Regions from separate parts of the Bactrocera dorsalis genome. Here region 2 is linked to region 1. The links are chromatin contacts, called in public Hi-C maps. All regions are on one chromosome and are shown on one strand. Each heading gives the region's core, a stretch centred on a gene start, on an enhancer-like site or on the middle of the called end of the contact. The rest is flanking DNA. Distances are from core to core; before and after follow the strand shown. Region 1 holds the start of LOC105229445 (rho GTPase-activating protein 21). Region 2 overlaps LOC105229445 (rho GTPase-activating protein 21).

Region 1 (7,103 bases), core at 1,668-4,167:
AATATATACATATGAGAAACTTTAGAAAAATTGGCAATTAAAGAGTTTTTATTTACTTTTAATGTTTTTTCTTTTTTTATACGCTAGCGCTGCTGACGTTATTCGATGCTGCTTTTGTTGATTTGTCTGAGACACTCAGCACGAATTCGTATGAATCAAAATGTGAGCCAAAATGACTCATCTGCTTTGAACAGTGCTATATACATACATATATGAGCTAAATGAAAGGTAGGTAGTGTCCAAGAAAATGAAATCACACAGTAAACAAAAAAACTTTGAGAAATTCTACATACATATGAAGATATTTATGTATATACTAAAAGGAAGGCTGATAAATAAATGTACAAGCTACAAAATATGTACATACATATATACGAAATGCACACGCACAGTCATATAAAATTTTACAATAAACAATTACGACAGTCCCGGCAAGATAACGCCGTCTGAAAGTGTGACGAATAGCACACCGCCTGTATAGGCTGGCATTGGAATCGTGCTTTTGCAACATAAATGGATTTTCAATTAATACAATGGGTGCGGGTCTAAAGAGGAAGTGTAATTGTATCTAAATAAAGGCAGGTCAACAAAGTGCTAATAGCACGCAAAGGGATATCTATGTACGTGTGTATATAAGGGACTATATAGTGCGGCGCTTATTGGCGCCAACTCAATGACTGACATTAAAATAAAGAGCACGTATTGAATTGAAAAGACTTGTTTCCGTAGTTTTAATAATGTTTGGCTAAACTAGATCTACGCGAAAATACAGTCTTACAAACAAAAACATTAGTAAATACTTGTCAAAACAAACACATTAGCAAATCTACATACATATTATACATGTGTATTTTAAGGAATATTAAAAATTATCATATTAATATGTATGGATTTATGAACAATTTAGTAAGTGTATATAAAATATATGCATACATACATTTACAATATCAAAAATAGTGTCGAGGTGTTTATGATAAACCATCTACATATGTATGTGAGATCCGTTTAACGTGGATATTATAGACTGCAAGTCTCAAAAATTTAAAAAGAAAACACCCCAGGATGGTATTATGCCCTAAATAAGTAATTCATTTTGCAATTTAAAAGTACATAACATTGAGAAACAAATTTTATTATTAATAAAATTTTAAAGTACATTCCATAAATATTGAATATATGTACATAAATTAAAAACATTGAGGGCATATGTGTCTCCTTTCAAAAAATTAAAGCGATGATGTTGGCGCTAGTGGGTTGTATTGGCTATATTTAGCCCACGCATATACAATAAGAGCAACACCAACACTCAATTCAAAAACAACAAAAACAACGAGCAAATAGCATTGAAGGTACAACACCAAGAAACTGTGATTAGCGTAAAGCAAGAACAACAACAACATTGGTAAAAGAATATGAGTAGAAAAAGCAATGTATCTTATATTGACGACAAAATAATATTCATTCACAGCGAGTACGAGTTTTTTTTATTTTAGTAGACGAAACTCAAAAATCTAGCAAATACATATATGTGTATGTGTGTATATTTATTGTGGGCGTTTGTTAACTTGTTCTATATGTGCTGGAGCCTCATATCATGCATAAGCGCTGAAACTAGCCAATATAAAGGAGTTGGAAATGGGGAGTGGCACTGTTTTCTTATGCATTTATATCTTCCTTGTGCATACAAACGCATGTATATTTAAATGCAGTGCTATTCTAACGATACGATGACTAATAATTAGTAATTCTGTAGCACAAATGTCTAGGTTTACTTATCAAATCAAGTTTTATTGATGATGCCATATTGAAGTCACTGGAGTTTCTCCGCTATTTGTGTCAACATTCGTTCTTTGTTTTCCCATTTTATAATTGTTTCACTACCACTACCACTTTTCATCGAATTTTTTATGGCTTTCAACACAACTTGAGTTGCGAAATGAATGAAATCACCATTTCTTTTTTAATTGTGTATATAAATGACCGCACACTTAAATCCTTACATAATTAGAAACACCACAGTATTATTTATCACTTACACTTCTTATTAATATGGAATATTTGTTAATTTTTCCGCGATTCTACTGTATTTAATTAGATTTTATTTCCATCAGGGGCTGATATAAATGAAATATTTTATACGCGAATAGCACTTCCAACAAAATCAACCACACTCGTCGAAATTTTCGAATAATCTGATCAGCGATGGCAATTTGTTGCTTCAAAAATATGTTTTCCCACAGGGTTGCACTCAATATGTCATCGTTTTACTCTGCCAACCAACTGGAATAGACTATTCAATTTTAGCGGTCAGTAATTGTTGTAAATTGTTCAAATATATATGTTATAGCCATATGCCCACTTCAAAAAATTATACCTAAGTTAAAACTATGTAACTGGTTATTTGCAAATTTTGAATGTAACGACAGATTAATTCACATAAGTAATTGGTTATACACAAATGTTGAATTAAAGGGCAGATTCACGTAATAGAAAAAGTTATTAATTATCTTCAAAACAAATACAGATCTTTTGAGGTCATGAAAGTTGAAATAAAGTCTTTGACTGTACTTTTTTATTAAATTTTTAATCACATTAATATTTTGAGCAAAGTTACATTGAGGAACTCAAAATAAATTAAAGACTGACACATTTTATCGAACGCATTAGAGCATTTATGATAAACAGTGTTTTTGAGCACTGCAGAAAAGCCAAAATCCTTCTTCTTTATATTCATAACATTTTATAATTGAGTAAACGTAATAAATCTTTTTCAAAATAATATTTGGTCAATACAAAATAGATTTTCCTTTCAGTTAAACTTAAGAAATAAAAAATTTAGTACGCCTATAAATCAGAGTTGATTTTTTCGTATGTTAATATAAAATATCATAACACTACAGCAGCCCTATTTGGTTCGTCCAAGAAGTTTTTTGAAGTGTTTTTGGGCAGCCGAGTTCGCGAGTGCAAGAACGAATCGCAGTGAAATGCAAAAGAAACATTAAAATAAATATATAGTATTTAACAAATTAACCAGTACCTAACAATAAATTCTAAATATTACTTTAGTTATAAACAAAAAACAAGTGTAAATTGATTATCTAAACCGCCAACCGGTCGGAAAGTTGTGTGTGAAAAAATTTCTTTGCTTTTCGCTCTCTCCATGCATTCGCGCATTCGTATCCAGTCCCCGCGGACCTTTCAACCGACAGTATTTTTTCCCCTCCTTTTTCGCTGCTCTGCACAATTCCAACGTCGACAAAGGTAATGGCAGCAAAAGCAAAGTCAGCAAACGCGCTGCTTCCAGTGTCAAAGTGAATCGAGTGCTGTCGACGTCGTTGTTGCTGGCGTTAAGTGAATGTGAAAGAAGAATGGAAAAGTGCACATACAAATATTGAATTGAAGCGAATGATAGCAGAAGTGAAATAATTGCTAGCTGTGCAAAAAAGTTTCCACATATAAATTTTTTCTACAATTCTGTATATATCTGTTGTCGTAGCAATAATTATATTGAATGAAAAGTTCAAATCATATAAAAAGTGCTTGTGTAGTTAGATACAAATAAAAATATTAAACGTGTATTGACGTTGATATATACGAAACAGATCAAAAGTTTAGTGAAAGAGGAAGCAAGTGAAAAGTGCGAATGTGAATGTGTGCCGCAAGTGAGGCGAAAAATGTCCAAACGTCCCCCAATTGTCAGTGGCTAGGTCGTCGTCGTAGTCGGTCGTTTCGACATCTTCATATTCCTCAACTTTTCGACGTCATAGCGTGACATTTATCAACATTTAGGTTCGGCATTGGCGCCTTCTTATAATAGAACGCTCAATTTAACGCGGTTGCAACTTTCTTTCGCCGTGTTGCGAAACGTATGCTTCGAGTACCCTAGTATTGAAGTGTCAGGTTTGCTGTGTATTTGTACTTGTTCTTGCCACCGTGGAAATTTTTGGCAAACTACCTTTTTTAAAACAGGATCGCAGATACAACGAAGTGTTCCTTCAAATCCTAAGAAATAATACTGAATCAACGGAATAAACAATATAAATTGTAAATATAGAATCAATTGTAAAGGTATGTACCTCATTTAACATAAATACCATAGTATATGCATAAGATCTATGTTTATAATTTTTGTTATTTTAAAGAGCTTGTTTGCGGTGACTTAGCAAGTAAGGAACTCCACATTCCCGATATTTACAAAAAATTGTTTCCGTGTAAAGTTTCTTCAATTTTCTAATTTGCTGTTCCCTTAATTTAGCTTGTTTATTATTGATTATCTAATGCTAACTGATACTAAGCTGCTTGTTGCATACATACATATGTACATATACAGATAATTTTTTTGTAAGAGTAATTGTATTTTACGTTCATTGATAGTTGCTAGTAATAAAATCGGTAATAAAGAAGATAGAAAAACAGCAATCAACTGTAAATTGTGTACGATGATGGACTTTGGAATAGATGCCGCAGTTTACACGATATATTTGTACATGTATGTATGTATTTGAAGCTGTCCGAGTGCTCCAGCTCAGTGCAACTCGATTTGGTCTTTGTTGATTACCTTTCTTTGTTTTATACTTTTGTAGCATATTGTCTGTGCTAATAAATCATTCATTCCGTACATTTGCATGCACGTCTACGTATATACTATGTACTACATGTATAGTTTCTATCCATCTTCACATCAACTGTGCAGCCGCTACATGCTACAGTTGATTAGTTCGTCTGTTGAAAATCATGCGGTACATTGTACCGTGCAGCTGTGCGATCCATATACACCGATTTGCTACATATGTACATAAGCATATACCATAGTTACTGCAACTAAGATCAATCCAAGGTTTTATATAATATTTTTTATGGACTGCTCCACGACTTTTACTAATTCAATCAATTTATGGTAATAATAATAGATAATGTTGCAAGCTTTTATTTTTGTTTCTTTATTTTTCTATTGACAAGTAATACATTGTGTGCAGCTTCCAATTCGTTCTTGTCAAGTTGTAGTAATTAGGTATTTCTCTTTGTTTTTTGTATTGTCATTTGTTTTTGTAAACCATGACATAATTCTGCAAATTGCCGTAGAAATTTAAATTTTATAATAATGCCCGGTACCTACCTATTTATTGGCTATAGCTGTAGGAAATAAGTTTTGTATGTAATTGCAGTAATGCATTTCTAGTTCTAGGTTTTAAAAAGACTTCTGGCAGTTTTCAAAATTAGCTGCAACGATAGCCAATTTTTGATTTTCCCAGATATTTAACATAAATTTTGTTTAATTTTTGAGCCACGATTCTATAATTAACGTTTCAATTTTTTTTTAATCTATGTAAATTTGTAGGTGTGTACACCTTGTAATAAGAGCTTATCAATACAGTTACCTTTGTAATTTCAAATTATAAATTGTTTTGTGTCCGAAGGCTCTCAACAGCGCTATAATTTGAATAAAAGCTTAGCTGGATATAGAATTATTGCTATTCATGTTACTGGCGGCAGTGTATCACAAACAATATGTAATTTTGAATGTACAAATGTTTGTAAACACATAAATGATTAAAGGCCTTGACATCATTACACGATTGTAGCCGAATATCACCAGTGATGACTAAACGCAAATAATCTTCAACTTCTCAGTTGGAAAACTGATCAGAAATTTATGCACAAAAACAACATATCAACTCAAATAAATACTGTTGCATTAAAACGTAGTCGTTTTGCTGCCAAAAATACACAATACGTCGCGGAAATAAAATAATCAGTCAATAATTTTAAAAACGTTCGAGCGCCAGTCCAACCACCCGCTGCCTAAAAGGCGCGTTCACTTCTATGTCGATCGATATTTCACTGCCTACGAGCGTTTGTGCACACAAACGTATGTACATACATTTGTGGCAAATACGAAACAGCAAAAAGGTAATGCTGTTAAGTGCCTATATGTATGCCTGTACATGTGTACCTGCCAGTCTCAATGTCTGTGCCACTTTGACGCCGCTTCCTGTGTAACCTTCAGCCATTCTGACACTTGCTTAGCTTTGTCGCCATCATTATTATCATTGTCAAAGCTCTAGCGCGCAACTACTATGCTGTCGCTTACAATGTACAACAACAAAATTTTAGTCAAAACAGCCAGCGCCCAACACTCATCACCCACCCTTCAATGTTATACTATAAATGTGCTGCGCACACACATACACACACACACGTAGGCGAAAGTTTTGTAGTGTGTTGCTGTTGTTTTGGTAGTGATGGCGACGACTATGGCTACACTGCCCGTTAATGTTGTCCTCCAACGCATAATTCGGTTTCACCCTCGCTTCAGAACGACGTGACGTTATGCTGGCCGCCCCTACCCCCACTGGCGCCAAACTAACGCACGCTCATTTAAAACGCAAAATGTTATTAGCTCGCTTACGCCCGTACTTGCCACACTTAAAAATCCTTTTGGCCGCCATTCACTGGTACAATAGTCTTAAACACAACAGCAACAATAATAACGACAACACTCACTATAAAGTACGCATACGCGTTCGCTTCGTAGAGCGCAAGAAGGGCAGATAGCATGTGCTTATGCAATGTGAATGTCTTTGCTGGATTCGTCAGCTACTGGACATGACTGAAACTGGTTGGCCTCAATGTGGCTTACTAGGCTGGGAAGAAAAAATCTCGTCCGGCTTTTGCCTTTCAAGGAAGAGTGCAAAACTGAGGCTGACAATCAGCAGCGCCAGAAAAAGAATGATTTCTGTTACAGCAAAGTGTCAAAGAAATTTTTTTTTATAAAAACAGAACAAGAATAACTACTTCAGGCCGTGTTTGGCTGGCTAAGTGCCGCCAATAAGAAGTGTCCAAACAGTGTTTGCTATCGGCACCGCTCGAAAAAGCTGCTTTTTTTATACCCTATTTACGCGTAGTGGTCCCTCAGCATTTGAGACATTGATCTGACTCTTTTCTTCCCATTAAGCTACCCATTTGTCAAAATCGCCGATATATCATCATTATAGCGGTTAGCTGCCATACAAACTGATCACTCAAACCCAAGTCCTTGTACGGAAAATTGTTTTATTTGAAAATATATTTTCAGGAAATTTGGCACAGATTATTGTCCAAGG
Region 2 (7,103 bases), core at 2,066-4,565, 54 kb after region 1:
TTTTATTTTATTTTTCAAATTTTTATTAAATTTTGTGCTTTGGTCTACGTGCCAGTTAACTTATTATTTATTATTTAGCTAATTGGCACGGCGTGCCACACACACACACTTACAGGAAGTGTCTATAAATATATTTGAGCTTTCCTTCCGTCTTTTATAAACTTAATTACCTGAAAGCAGACAACTAACCTGATCCATTTCTATTTTTTGCTCTTTTTTCAGATTATGTACATAATATACCCAGCACATGCATCATAAACAACAACAACAACAAAAACATGGAATGAAAAGTTAAAAACAAAAAAAAAACACTCAAAACGGAACAGGAACAATGTGAATCCGCAGCATGACTTAATGAAAGTCGAAACTCAGCAAGTCGAAGTGTGAAGGCGGAAGTCGAAATTCCCAAAAAGCGGGTGGTGAGTGAGGGTGCAACACAGGCCGAAGAAGCCTTACGTTGAAGCGGACCAATATCAAACGATATGGTACACGATGAGCGGCGAAGAACGCAGGACTACAGCGAAGGACTAAAGCAAGCCACCGATGGTTGTACATAAGTGTAATTGCATGACGCACAAAAACCCGGATCAGACCGCATAATCCCCTACGAAAACGGAGTACAAGAAAGTACAAGAAAAAGCAAAAAGTTTAAAGAAAATAAAATAAACTCCAAACGAAAACTAAAAACGTTGTAAACATAAAATATACAGCAAAAAAGCACACAAGTTACAACAACAAAGGCAACCCCGGAAAAAGAGCAACCTGAAATTACCATTTATAGCGCAAATGTATGTAAGCACAAATGGGGACATTTTGAGAACGCGCACAGCCAACAACGCATGTCTTCAACAACAACAAGAATAACAACAGCAAGCACCAACTACAACCAATATTAACCAACATTGCCAACTCACCATTACTAAATACTATAATCAACCTTGTTTCGCCCGTCTCCGGCGTCCGTCAACGTAATAAGTAAAATACCATAGAAGTGACATTAAGACAGTGACCGCCAGCGTACCTACCGCACACAAACGCAAATAAGAATATACTTGTTTATAATAGTAGTTGTAATAATAGTAGTAGCTGTGCCGCAAACTCACCGTTATTTGAAATAAAAAACAAAAAATAGCCGCATTTGCCGAAAAAATGTTGCAAGACACCAATAGTAGCGCCATACAGCCAAAAGTCGTTGTAATACGACGACGTCCGAATCAAGGTTTCGGTTTTACGCTGCGTCATTTCATTGCCTATCCACCGGAAGATGAACCCTCTTGGCCACAGGTAAGCGTTAACGTTAAAGTACATATGCCTCACCAAAATTTACCAACTATTATCTTACACATATGGAGTATTACATTTATTTGCCCGACGGTCACTTGAATGGGTTACGCATGTGTGCGAATTTTGCATATAAAGTCAGCCTGAGGGGATGCGCTGAAAGTTCGAAATGTGTGTTTTGATGACTTAAAAATTAATTCCTAATATTATTTTGATCTTTTGAGATAAAAAGGTGTTAGATCTCCGTTGCCATCTTATGTCTTAGCACTGGACCTTTGGACCACGTGGACGTTGTTTAATGACCAGCTTCTGTGCGACTGCGTGGTCCTGTTGGCCAAGTCTTGAATTCAGGAGATCTACTGTATTACTTGTTCTTAACAAAGTTCATGCCTCAATAGTAGGAGCTCTCTCTAGACATTGATTAATAGACAATAACGAAAGGCTACAAATTTTGTCGGACGTAAGTTACAAAATTTGTATGGAAGAATATAAGTTGGAAACATCCAGCCATTATCTCCTCCATTGTCCAGCTCTTGTAAGATTGAGGTCTGAGGAGACAATCGAAACTGACAGTAGCCGTCTTAATAGATTTGTGATAGATTTAAAGCGCCTTGTCAATTAATGAGTGTTTTATGACCAGTTACTTATATATAGGAGTTTTAGGTACCACAATGTGGCGTTATGTTGAGCTCTTCATGTGAGATACCTGTTAGGTTCGATTTCTTAGCTAACCTAACCTAATGGGTGATGGTTAAAAAAGGAATTCTCATTCATCGTTCAGGTTCTCAAGGAGAGAAACTAAAATCATAAATACCGCTTTAAGAAAGCTGCGGAAAAGTTTATCTTGTTATCAAGATCAGTTTAGGTATAAATCTTGTCTATATTTGTCATCTTCCAACTCTAAAAACATCTTAATTTTTCAAAGCTTTAATCAAGCCGTTTATGTTCCACCAACATTCTGGAAAGGCTGTTTCCACATTGCCGCGTATCTCTTAAATCTTTTATAGATGATGCCTGTTGTTTCCTTTTAATAGGATTCGACCTATTCACTGAGAAAATTCTCCAAATCTGCCTCTAATGCAAAGTTATGAAAGCTCTCATTTTAGAATTCTGATTGTGCTTTCGTAGTTTAAAATCCCTAAAAGCTCTTACAGTGTACTCCCTAAAGTTCTGGAGACTTTTATCGTTCTGTTTGTTGACATCGGAACTCTCGTAGTTTGATTTGAGGATCTAGAGATGTATTCACTGGAGGCGTTATTCCATAAACGCTTCTACAGTGTACTCCCTAAGATACTCGAGACTTGCTCCGTCCTGTTTGTCGACGACTGATCTGAGCTTGCTTTACGGATTTAGAGATATCTTCACTGGGGTGTTTTATAATTTCAAAATCGTTAAAAAGTTCGATCAGTTTACTGTCTTAGAGGTTTAAATTGACTATTTCCTTGAAACATTATATTCCTTGAAACATAATATCCCAAACTTCATCTGCAAAAACCGGTCGCAATATTTCTGACACCTGCAAGAAGCATAATTAAAGTAGAATTTACTGGGGGTGAAGTTGATCCCCCAGTAGTCCCATTAATAACGAGACATGAAGAGATGGATGTCTAAAGAACTACTAGCACGTTTCTTTATGGCGACTGAGGCCTCAGTCACAGTTTTCCATACCAGATGAGATACTGAAATCGGAAACCAGAATTTCTTACTTTTACGAAAAGCCGATTAGGCGCCTAACTCTACCATTTATAACTAATTGAAGTCAATCGTAAAAGTATCATGCACACATAGCGAACCTCCGTCAAGCGCCCCCTTTCAGTGTAAAATCAGACGGTCAGTCTACAGTTATTCGCATGCACTTTTAGTGTATGTTGTTTTTGTTGTTCTCCCCTGATTTTGTTTGGCTTAAAAGTTTGCCTTTCTTTTATGCTGAGCATTTTCGCTTTTGTTTTTGCCATGCTTCGTTGATTGCCACTTTAAATAACAACACAAACACCTCCAACAATAGCAAAAGTAATACTCGTAAAATAAAAACGAACGTGACGACCGACCGACCAGCACCACCAACAGCACTCTTTCGTATTTGCAACCGACAGACATTGCTCGTTGAGTTTTATTTTTTCACAGCAGTCATTATAAATACATACATTTGAGAAAAAAAACAAATAAAAATAAAAACTAAACAAAAATCTACCAACATATCTCTTACACCACCGCCCCCTCTCGCCGCTTTGGCGTTATTATTATGTTACTTTTTGTTTTTTTTTTTTGCTTTATTTTGCACACTTTCTCACACTTAACCGTCGAGCAACTCATTCACTCACTCAATTTTCTGCTTTTATTTCACCTCTTTCGCACACGAATCGCAACACACACACACCGACGCTGTCGCCGATTTCCACTGCGACTCCAATTGCTGCTCTCGCCGCCACCGCTCGATTTTTCGGTGTTGTTGGCTCACTTTGACTGCCGTTGCGTTGCGTTGTTGGATTGTTGACTTGACTCGGCTTGGCTTGGTTGACTGGCTGGCTGGCTGGTTGGCTCGCTGACTAACTAACCGACTGGCTTTGGCGTGTGTAGGAAGCATCTGATCCGTACCACCACCAAGTGAAAGCGATGGAAACCATTTTCATAAAAGAAGTTCAAACGAACGGACCTGCTCACTACGCCAACCTGCAGACGGGCGATCGCGTTCTAATGGTGAACAACACACCCATCGCCGGGCTTGCATACAGTACAATCGTGTCGATGATCAAGCAAACGCCTTCAGTGTTGACGTTGCATGTGGTGCCCAAGGAGTGCGATGTACTGCAGATGGTAAGTTCACCACTTTTTGTTTTTTTCCTTTTATTTATATTTATGACAAATTACTAATAACCATATTCCTGCCCATTTGCACATTTCCGTCTCCGTCGCTGGCATCGCTCACCTCCACCAACCCGCAGCATTATACGAGTATCGCGCACACACCAGAAACCAATCGTCTTGCCACAGCGCCACGACCCATACCATCGCCCGTGACTGTGGGCAATGGTAATGCAGCTGGCGCATTAATACCAATCACACCAGCTGCTGCAGCGTCTGCGACTGCATCTGCATCTACATCGACATCGACAACAAAATCATTTTCACACCAACAGCAGCAATTGATCTCATATCCACAGCTGAGTGGTGGTACTAGTGGCACTGGCGGTGTTGTTGTTGGCGGCGCCGGTGGAAAGGCTAGTCGTTCGGGCAGTGTTACGAGCTCGGGTAGCACCAGCTTCCGTCCCACAGCGGTGGGGAGCGGCGAGTTTATCGATATGTCATCGCAGGGATTGCACCAGCACAACAGCGGCCGTTTGCTGATACGCGACGATGGCGGCGGTGCATTTCTGTCGCGGTAAGTGCGCAAATATTTACAAAACATACAACAACACGTGTATAAATATTATTTTATGGGAAATTTATTCGTTCTGCAAATTATGCAACTCCACAATTACTCGCCACTTTATTTATATTTTGCTGGAAAGTGCAGAGCATTTTATTCTTAAAGAGTGTATGGTTCTGTACTCATGAGTTGTGTATGTGATTATTTGTGTATTTGTTTATTCGTGTTTGCGCGATTTTTAACTCCGAAATAAGAACTTGTTTAAACTGTGTGTTAAAGTGTAATTGTGGATTTGTGTCGTAAATCCACGGTATATACATATTAGTGAATTTATAACCATGAGCATATAAATATATGCACTGTCTTTTCGATGCTTGGAACACAAGTCTACAGATTTCAAATACCTTCTGGTCTCTTGAAGTAACATAAAAAATAGTGGGTGTCTAACTAACTCTTCAGTTAGGAGTTTTTTTTTGTCTAATCTAACCGTGGTAATATGGAGGCATTTTCATGAATAGTTTGTATAGAACCGTGGTACTAAATAAATAATAAATTATTTTAGTTCTTTTGCTTATTGGCGCTAGTCTTTGTATACGAGGGCCGTTCGAAAAGTACTTAACCTACAAAATAAAACGAAAATATTGGAAAATTGGTGATTAATTTCTCAATATTAGCCTTTTAGTTTGATACACTTGCCTCAGCAACGCGCCAACTTTTTTACAATATTTGAGAAATGCGCTGTCTTGCCTAATTTTCAGTCTTCAGTGCAGGTTGTTCAGCACTGAATCAGTTTCGACTGATTTTTATGAGCGCCTTGATTCTATTAGCTAGGTTAGTTCGATATCGTAGAGGACCGTTAAGGTTTACGAGCTTTTTCTAAATATAACAAAAACATTTTGTGATAGATGAACCTGTAAACCCGTAAATAACCTAAATTATAAATTGTAGCCAAAAATTTTTTAAATACGATATGTTGTCAGGTGTTAGAACAAGTCAATATTTCCTGCTGCCTCCCTACTTTAGGGTTTAGACCAGCCTAGAGCCCTAAAATCGCCTTAACTTCGACAATTTATTTTTGAAGTAAGCGGAAAATAATCGAATTTCTTTCTTTTAGGGTTTACGTAACATTTATTTTAGTATATAAAAAATTAGTTTAACATTTAGATACAAAATGGTGCTTACTGGGTCAGTATTCAGAAACAGCTTCTTCAAAAAGGTCCCGACGGGCGACCGTAGAAATTCGTGGTATCCAAAATTAACTGACAAATATGTAAAAAAAAATTGTTAACTTTTTAACCGAAAAAACAATTTGTCTTTTGTTAATAAAAAATAAAGAATGTTGCAGTAGCAAAGAACACATAATATAATACAAGGTGCGTTCCAAAGTAAACAGGACTTGAAAAAAAAGAACAAATGTTTTTTCGACAAAATCAATTTATTTTATTCAAAACAGCCTCCTCCTGCTTCAATACAGCTTTTTGCACGATCCAAAAGCATGTCGAATGAGTTGTTTAGCACCAGTATGCCGGTGCAAGCCTTTTGAATGGCCTGTACGTCTGCATAACGCTTTCCTTCCATAGGCAAATGCATTTTTCTGAAAAGGAAGAAGTCGCACGTTGCCATATCAGATGAATACGGAAAGTGCTTAATGGTTAAAAAGTGATTTTTGGTCAAATAATCGGTCACAAGCGTCGATCGATCTGAGCAATTTTTGGTCGTCAGTCAATTTGTGCGGAACAAATCCTGCACACACCTTTCGCAAGCCCAAATGTTCGGTCAAAATGCGATAAATCTATGTTTCGGAGATGTTCAATTCCTTTTCCATGTCCTCGCGACCACTTTGAAAACGTTGAAACCACTCGTGCACTCTGCTGCGGGATAGCAATCATCGCCATGAACTTGTTTCATCAATTGAAACGTTTCGGTAAGAGCTTTATCACTTTTAAAACAAAAATAAAAAAACAACATTAAGTTGGCTCTTTGTTCGAAGTTCATTTTCGCACCGGTTATTTCGGAGTTGATGTTGATTATGAAATGGCAAACCAAACTGAGTATAAATCAAGTAATGGCTGTCATAAAAATCTTGAAAATAACATTGTCTCATTGAAAACTTCTAAAAGCCACAAGTTACAACTTAGTCTCCGAGCACCGTTTAAAGCTTTATGTAGTGTAGCCGACTAACCTAAAGCTTCCCCACGACAGTGGATTGGACAAGGATTGTTTTTTGTCACTCTATCAATTTAATAATGTTTTTAGGACCCTAAAGTGTTCTTTAAGTGGTTATGCACATTTAGAAGGCCAAAAGATTTCGTTAAAGTAATGCTTAATCTAGTAATTAGTCGATGGAATAAGCAAAATAAGATTTTTTGAAAAAAAAATCGATTTTTGACCCAAATTTCGGCCACCTACTTCGAAAACATAATTTTGAGGAAGACGCGTTTACAGTTTGGAATGC

The links. Hi-C and Micro-C count contacts between places; a contact is called where the count stands out from the background.
Region 2: a Hi-C map of whole body shows a contact between it and region 1, with 5 times the contacts expected there. The contact joins the enhancer-like site here to the promoter of LOC105229445 in region 1. A contact is called at or near these places in 2 of 2 Hi-C or Micro-C datasets (both in whole body).

Annotation. Positions count from the first base shown.
Region 1 is chr4:45,842,267-45,849,369 of ASM2337382v1, forward strand. LOC105229445 (rho GTPase-activating protein 21) reads left to right here and starts at 2,918. Exons shown (of 16, transcript XM_049456295.1): 1 at 2,918-3,261; 2 at 3,497-4,068. LOC105228808 (integrin beta-PS) reads right to left here and starts at 2,201. Exons shown (of 9, transcript XM_049456606.1): 1 at 2,037-2,201.
Region 2 is chr4:45,895,431-45,902,533 of ASM2337382v1, forward strand. It overlaps LOC105229445 (rho GTPase-activating protein 21), which reads left to right. Exons shown (of 16, transcript XM_049456295.1): 3 at 223-1,284; 4 at 3,859-4,095; 5 at 4,224-4,660. The coding sequence starts at 1,150. Among protein-coding and RNA genes, the nearest start is that of LOC105229445, 54 kb to the left of the region's middle. Within about 2 kb of position 3,316, the one cell type or tissue checked has open chromatin away from gene starts, as enhancers often do.